2 separate regions of the Columba livia genome follow, and region 1 is linked to region 2. A link is a contact called in public Hi-C data. All regions are on one chromosome and are shown on one strand. The core of a region is the stretch at or near the end of the contact, and the rest is flanking DNA. Distances in the headings are between cores, read along the strand shown. Region 1 has its middle 16 kb from the start of SOD2. Region 2 holds the start of FNDC1 (fibronectin type III domain containing 1).

Region 1 (3,191 bases), core at 547-3,046, 230 kb before region 2:
GTAGCATGGTAATTCAGCTATTTTTTTCCATGAGTTTTGTGACACAAGCAATAGCAGAAGGCTACTGTATAAGAATTTCAGTTTTTCCTTATTTTTAACGAGAGGATTAAAAGTTTTCACACTGTTATTGTGTGAAATCACTGGCACCTCTGAGGTCTGCAAACATGGAGGTAAGGGGAAAGCACATCTGTTAATTTAGTTGTCATGATTTGAAGGTAATGCCAGAATTCTTGCAGGAATTTTAAAATTTGGCAGTGGTCAAAACTGGCCAGAATTGAAAACTTGTCAGTATTTCCAGGAATCCAGAAGCTCCCCAGGCCCTACAGCTGCTGGGGGAGTCTGATGTTCTTGTCTGTCGGGGCAGCTGTCACGGGCTTCAAGCCTCAGGCTTCCCCAAAGGTTATTCAGAGAGAGTTGTTTCAAACAAAGCATTTTGGGGTCAGCAAGGTAGTGTTTCAGAAAGCTCTCCTTCTCTGTGTATCTCTGTATCTGTCTTCAGAATAAATGCTTTGTTGGGATATTTCCAGCCACTCTTGGCCCTCCAGAAGAACTGTGTTGAGTAAGAGGCTGTAGGGAGGAGGGGAGATGCAGCCTGTCAAAGGATGCATCCTCGGACTGTCTTCGACTTCTCCTTCCCATAAAAGATGTGCACAAACCTGGCCAGCCTGCCAGGAGAAGAGCTCAACTTGTGGGTCCTTTGAGTGTTTGAGTTAATTTCTCAAGATGCTGAGAGAAACTTGTGTCAGAATCAGTTTACCCTTCCATCTGGGCTCCCCCCCCCCAACTTAAGATTTCAGGCCATTTCAAAAGACCTTGGTTTTAGTTACAGTAAGATACACTGTTATTTACAGGGAAGAAGTGCTCATGAATTTCTACTTGTTTATTTTTCTCATGACAGAATAAGGATCACGAAACTAAAACTCTCACCTGAATTTTTTCGGGATGGAGGAACATTATTTATGAGGCTTATGTGTAGGGCTTGGTGCTTGTTTGCATAACTAAATAAAATGGGAACAATCAACTGGAATTAGCCTGTCTGAGGGTCAAAAGCTCCAGTGGGGATTTTTCCCGTGCCTTCATGAGATACAGGTCAGCTAAAAGCAGTTCAGAGACAGAACTGCTGTTTTTCTGTATTATCTAGCTGAGAATTGGAGTTGTTCCTGGATTTTGTTTCATCTTAAACATAAGTTGCAGCAGTTAAGTGGTGATTGTTGTCCATCTGCTGATATTCATTGCTGTCCTAATGCATTCTCTCCAGCTGGTGTGGGACTGCACAACACACATTGTGTGTGTGAGTGTTGAACCCATGTTTCGTACAGGAGAAAGCACAGGATATTAAATGGAACAAAATGTTTTTGTTCCAGATGTAGCTGTCTGGCGTAGACACTGTGGGACGGATACAGGTGTGGGTTGGTGCTCAGGGTTCAACCCTGAAACTGGTCCTTGAAAGTAACGTCTGCATATATTGATTCTGGGCTGACTTGCCTGACTTGTCTCTCCAGTGAGCTCTGATGTCAGCTTCATTAGAAATTAGCATGTTTCTACGACCTCAGAGAAGTATTTGAGGAGCTAGCTCATGCTGGATGTAGGAATATCCCACCAAAGTCCTCTTTCCTTTGCCTGAGCCCTTTGCATCAGCAGCCAGTGTCTCACAGCAGTGCAATGATTTTCCCGATGTACTTGTTACTCCAAATCCCAAAGAGCTCACTGCAGGGCAGCTTTGCATGGGTAGAAAAGAGCAGAGCTGTCCATGGCCAGCTGAAAACCTGTCCCCATGTGCTGCACCCAGGAGCCACCTGCAGAGGCATTTTGTGGGCTGCACCCCTGGGCTGGTCCTGGCATCCAGGCAGTGACATGGAGAAGTCCTAGTCCAGCTGCTACTCGCAGCTTCTTGCAGAGTGTGAGCTGGACCTGACAGCTGAAAATCCTAGTCGTGCTGGATTCTTAGGGATTACCATTTTGAAGGGACTAGTATGTCTATGTGTTTAAATATGCAAATGTGATCATGAGTTTCTTTCTGTGTGTGTTGTTCTGTTAAACTCTTCTGGGTGTTTGGAGAAAAATGGCAGAAAAATCATCTGGTTATGCTCACTCCTGCAATCCAACATCTGGCTGCCAGACTGGAGAGGCTGTGTAATCTCTGCTCATATGGTTTCCATGCTTTGGTTCCCTACTATGACTGAGCACTGGAGAGAAACTTCCCCCTCACGGCAGAGTGCAAGCTGGGCCTCTGTTGGAAGGACAGGAGGCATCCACCATTAGACCTTTTTATGTGGAAGTGTTGCCAGGTTAGTCCAAGTGGCAGTATGTGTGTGTGGTTCTCATACCGCTTCACCGCTAAAGCCTTGGCCTTAAAAACCTGTTGCTTGGTCTGGAAATGCTCGTGCAGTTACCTGGATGTACCATAGAGGTGAAATGCTAGTCCTGCAATGTGAATGCCATAAAAAATGAAGGCTTCCTGTTAGCCTTTCAACTGAAATTCAGGAAAAACATTTTTATTTCCCCCACCCTAACTCCTAAGGAAATGAGACCTTGTGTCTTACCTCCCTTGATTTATTTCTGGATGAAAGAAAATGGGTGGGACAACAGCACCATTCACACAAGGAGGGGGGAGGCAGGTGCTGCAGCTTTGCCTCCGTGCTCTGGGTGGGCAGTTCGGACACCCCTTCAAAATGCAGGAGAGCAGCACTGAATTCTTCCTCTGCTGACGTACCCTGCCTGCCCCACCAGCAGCATTTTGGAGGTGATGAATTCTGCAATGCTGGTTAGCTGGGGTAGTCAGGCAGAGGTGGCCCCCTCCAGCCCAGTGCCTGAGATTCCCACCTAAAAGGGAGACTGGAGTTCTAAAAAATGGTACAGGCAGTATTCTGACTGCTCAAGGGGAGCTGTCTGCCCTCGTCACGGTCTCGTTCCACTAATTGAGCTCCACATCCTCTTTCTGGCTCTAAGCGCTTGGTGACTTTGGGTAAACTGACAAGACATTCTGAATCAGTCAACACCCCATATTCAGTAAAGAAGTTATTTGCTTCTCCCAGTCGTGCCCAAAGCATTTTCCAGCTCCAGGAAATGATTTTCTATTGGGCGGAAATGGCAACAGGAATGAAATAAATTTGTTGACTGAGTCAAAGAACATGTAATGGCAGCTAAACAAGAACTCTGATTTACTGATTTTCGTCATGATCAAATTTAGT
Region 2 (3,255 bases), core at 726-3,225:
GTTTTACAGCACGTTGGTGTGGGGCTGTGGACAACGGAAGACTGTACTGAAAGTTTTGAATGTAACTTCCACAAAGTTTCAGGCTCCCCTAGAGTCACTTTAGACATCACACAAAGCAAAAGCCTGCCTATGTTCAACAGCTAACACTTTTCCTCAGAGGCTACGACATTTCCCATTATATTGCCTGTGATATTAGCACCCAAACTCCCCTGCCCCTTTCCCTCTCGTGTGCCAGCAGGCAGCCCCAGGGACAGCAGATCCAGTTGCCCCTCCATTCCCCACTGCCACAAAGCAGCACCTCTACAAACCCACTTCCAGGAGAGCGATCCCAGGTTTAACCTGGGTAGGCATAGCACCGCACAGAAAGACAGACAGCAGTGGATACATGAGCACCTCCCAGCAAAGCTTACCTGCTGTCACCCTCCTGCAAATGCACTCTGCCGCTAGTCTGCAGCTGTGCACCCTGCAAGCCACACACCTTCAGCAGCCCACAAAGAGAGGGTTGTACAGAATCTTCAAACCAGGCTTGAAGATATTTCCCTTGTTCCAGGTCAAGGAGATCTTTCCAGTGTGTGTAGCTGCACACTAAAATGCACCAGGAGTCATGGGTGACATTAGGTCCTGCTCAGCCCTGAACTGCTGAGATGCTGATTTGGGCTCAAGATGGGGCAGCCACCTCACTAAGAGCTAGGGAGCAGGTGTCCCCATACCGCCCTGGCCACTGTAAATCCAGCAGTTAAAATGTGGTGCTGAAATGTCCTTCTATATCTGCCCCTAGCCGTGCTCTGGTGCAAAGACCTTGTGGGCACAAACCGAGACAGGGACTCAGCATTGCCTGTGATGCAAACAATGCTGTCCACGCAGGAAAGGATGGGGAAGATCAGCCACCCCACGCGACCTCCAGAGCAGCTTAAACCAGAGACTGCGAGGCCGGGGAATCCTGCCAGCAGCCCCAGCCTCGCCCAGGCTGATCTAGGGTCCAATTCAAAGGACTCCGAGGACGAGAATGAAGAGGGATCTCGCCTGACTTAAAAAGAGATGCTCAGCGCGGGGGCTGCCTCCTGTCAACCCCGTCAAACGAGTGAGCGGGGCTCTTCAGCCGACCCCAAACGGGATGAAGGGACCGGGACCTGGTGCCGGCGGGAATAAGGCACAGGCGGGCTAAAGGCAAGAAGGAAGCAGCCCTCCGTTGCCCCCGCCTCACGTTTGGCCGGAACCGTCCTTGCGGGCTGCAGCCCCGCGCTGCCCCAAGCGCAGCCGAGCCGCAGCCGGCTGACCTGAGAAGGTCTCGATGTCCGGGAGCCGTGGGGGTCCCCAGACCCTCGGTGCTGGGTTCGGCCCGGCTCTGCAGATACACACAGCCCCCCGCTCGGGTTTCCCATCTCAGCCTGCGGCAGAGAAGCGCTGAAGCGGCCGGTCTGCCCACCCCGGCACCGGCGGAGGGACCGGCACAAACACGGGCAGCAGCAGGTGCCTCTGCAGGCAGCGGCCCGGCTTGGCAAGGAGGGGTGTCCCACCGCGATGCCGCCCCGGCTCCCCCAAGTACCCGGTCGCCCGTCACCGCAGCGTCTCGAAGCAACCCCTCGCCCCGCGGCACAACTCCCCGCCACGCTCCCACCCCACGGAGGCGAGCCGGGCACGCCGGGTGCAGGGGCCGGCAGCCGCACGCGTGGGCCAGCAGACGCTCACCCACACGGGCGCAGAGCGGGGCACCTCCGGGGGCGCCCGGGGCGGCTGCCTACCTGGGGCGGCGGCGGGCAGCAGGACGGCGAGGAGCAGCAGGGCGGCCCAGGGCCGAGGCGGGGCGCGGGGTGCGGCGAGCCCCGCCATGGGGCCGGGGGTAGCGGGGCGCGGGCGGCAGGAGCGGCGGGGCGCGGAACTGCCGCCCGCCCGGCGTCCGTCTCCGCGGGGCTGCCCCGCTGCTTCCAGCGCGCCCCGCCGTCTCCTCCTCCCGGGCTGCCGGGAGACTGCAGCGGGGCGGCCCCGCGGAGGCGGGCGCCGGCCCTCCGCCCCCCGCGGCACCCCGCCGCCCCGGCCCCGGCCCGCCCGGCACCCGCTGCCCGCCCCGACCCAGCCCGCGGCCCGGCACACCCGCCCGGCCCCGCCCCGTCCCGGCCCGGCCGGCCGTCCCAGCATCATCCGCTTCCCCTGCGTGCACTCACCTGGCTCCTCCAGAAAACTTCTCCTCGGGGAGATCCCGAGCTCTGAGCCTGTCCCTCAGAACCCAGGGGAGCTTCAGCTGGCCCACGCGTGTTACCCACGCACCATGTTCAATTTATCTTGTCCCCTGTGGCACTGAGCTCTGCCAGCTGAGGTGGATATTCAGTCCTGTGCAGGCACAGCGTTCACATCAATGAACGACTGTACAGAACTTTCTGCACAAGGTTATCTTTCCTTCTTCATATCATCCTTTGTTCTTTCTGAACTTCCACCCCACAGCTGGCCAGGGTTTTTGTTTCAGTCTTCTTGCACTGGAGAGAAGTCATTTTAGATCTACAAGGCACTTCCCACTCAGACTTGTTTGTTTCTTCTGCCATCTCCCCACCCCACATCCCACAGCCCCATCTGTTTTTTGAGGAATTTCAGAAATATACCCCTATTTTCATAAAAAATAATAATGCATCTTCTGCTGCATGTTGCAGAAACTAAGCAAAAAAAAAAAAAAAAAAAAAAAAAAAAGGAGTGGTGTTGGAAGGCTCTGTGTGGCACACGGAGCCAAACCTGACACCTGCTCATCCATACTGTGTATGTGGCAGAACTGCACCTTGTTTTGTTTCAGAGCAAGGTGATCACTGTGTACCCCAGTCAAGAGAGATTTAAGCAGCTATTAAGCTGCTGAAATTTAAGCAGCTATTCACAAGGTGGGGACCACAGCCCAGCAGCGATGTGGGGAGCCAAATTACAAGATGGCATAGGTACAGCATGACAAGCAAAGGGGGCTGGCCACAGCCCTTAGCTCTAGGGGTGTCCAAAAGACTGTCTTTCATGACTCCTGGAATATTTCCTCCCAAAACCTGACTGTCAGAGCCTGGGAGAGGCTTTTAAAAACAAAGCAGCATATTAAAAAGAAGGAATATCTAGATGACAGGGTTTCAGACAGCTCAAGGTAAGGCACATCCGTAATATCACACATTCAATGTATTGTTACCTGTTGCAGCCTGTTGGCTTGGCATTGAAACAAACAACATTGGTAACTTGCTCCTCACTTTTCACTGTTCTCCTCATTGCACCAAATGCTGCCTCTGTTCCTTGAGC

The links. Hi-C and Micro-C count contacts between places; a contact is called where the count stands out from the background.
Region 1: a Hi-C map of crop shows a contact between it and region 2, with 4 times the contacts expected there. The contact joins the enhancer-like site here to the promoter of FNDC1 in region 2. A contact is called at or near these places in 2 of 2 Hi-C or Micro-C datasets (crop and liver).

Annotation. Positions count from the first base shown.
Region 1 is chr3:70,748,831-70,752,021 of bColLiv1.pat.W.v2, reverse strand. No RefSeq gene overlaps it. Among named protein-coding and RNA genes, the nearest start is that of SOD2, 16 kb to the left of the region's middle. Within about 2 kb of position 1,796, at least 1 of the 3 cell types and tissues checked has an H3K27ac peak away from gene starts, as active enhancers do.
Region 2 is chr3:70,519,339-70,522,593 of bColLiv1.pat.W.v2, reverse strand. FNDC1 (fibronectin type III domain containing 1) reads right to left here and starts at 1,975. Exons shown (of 20, transcript XM_065057538.1): 1 at 1,743-1,975. The coding sequence starts at 1,830.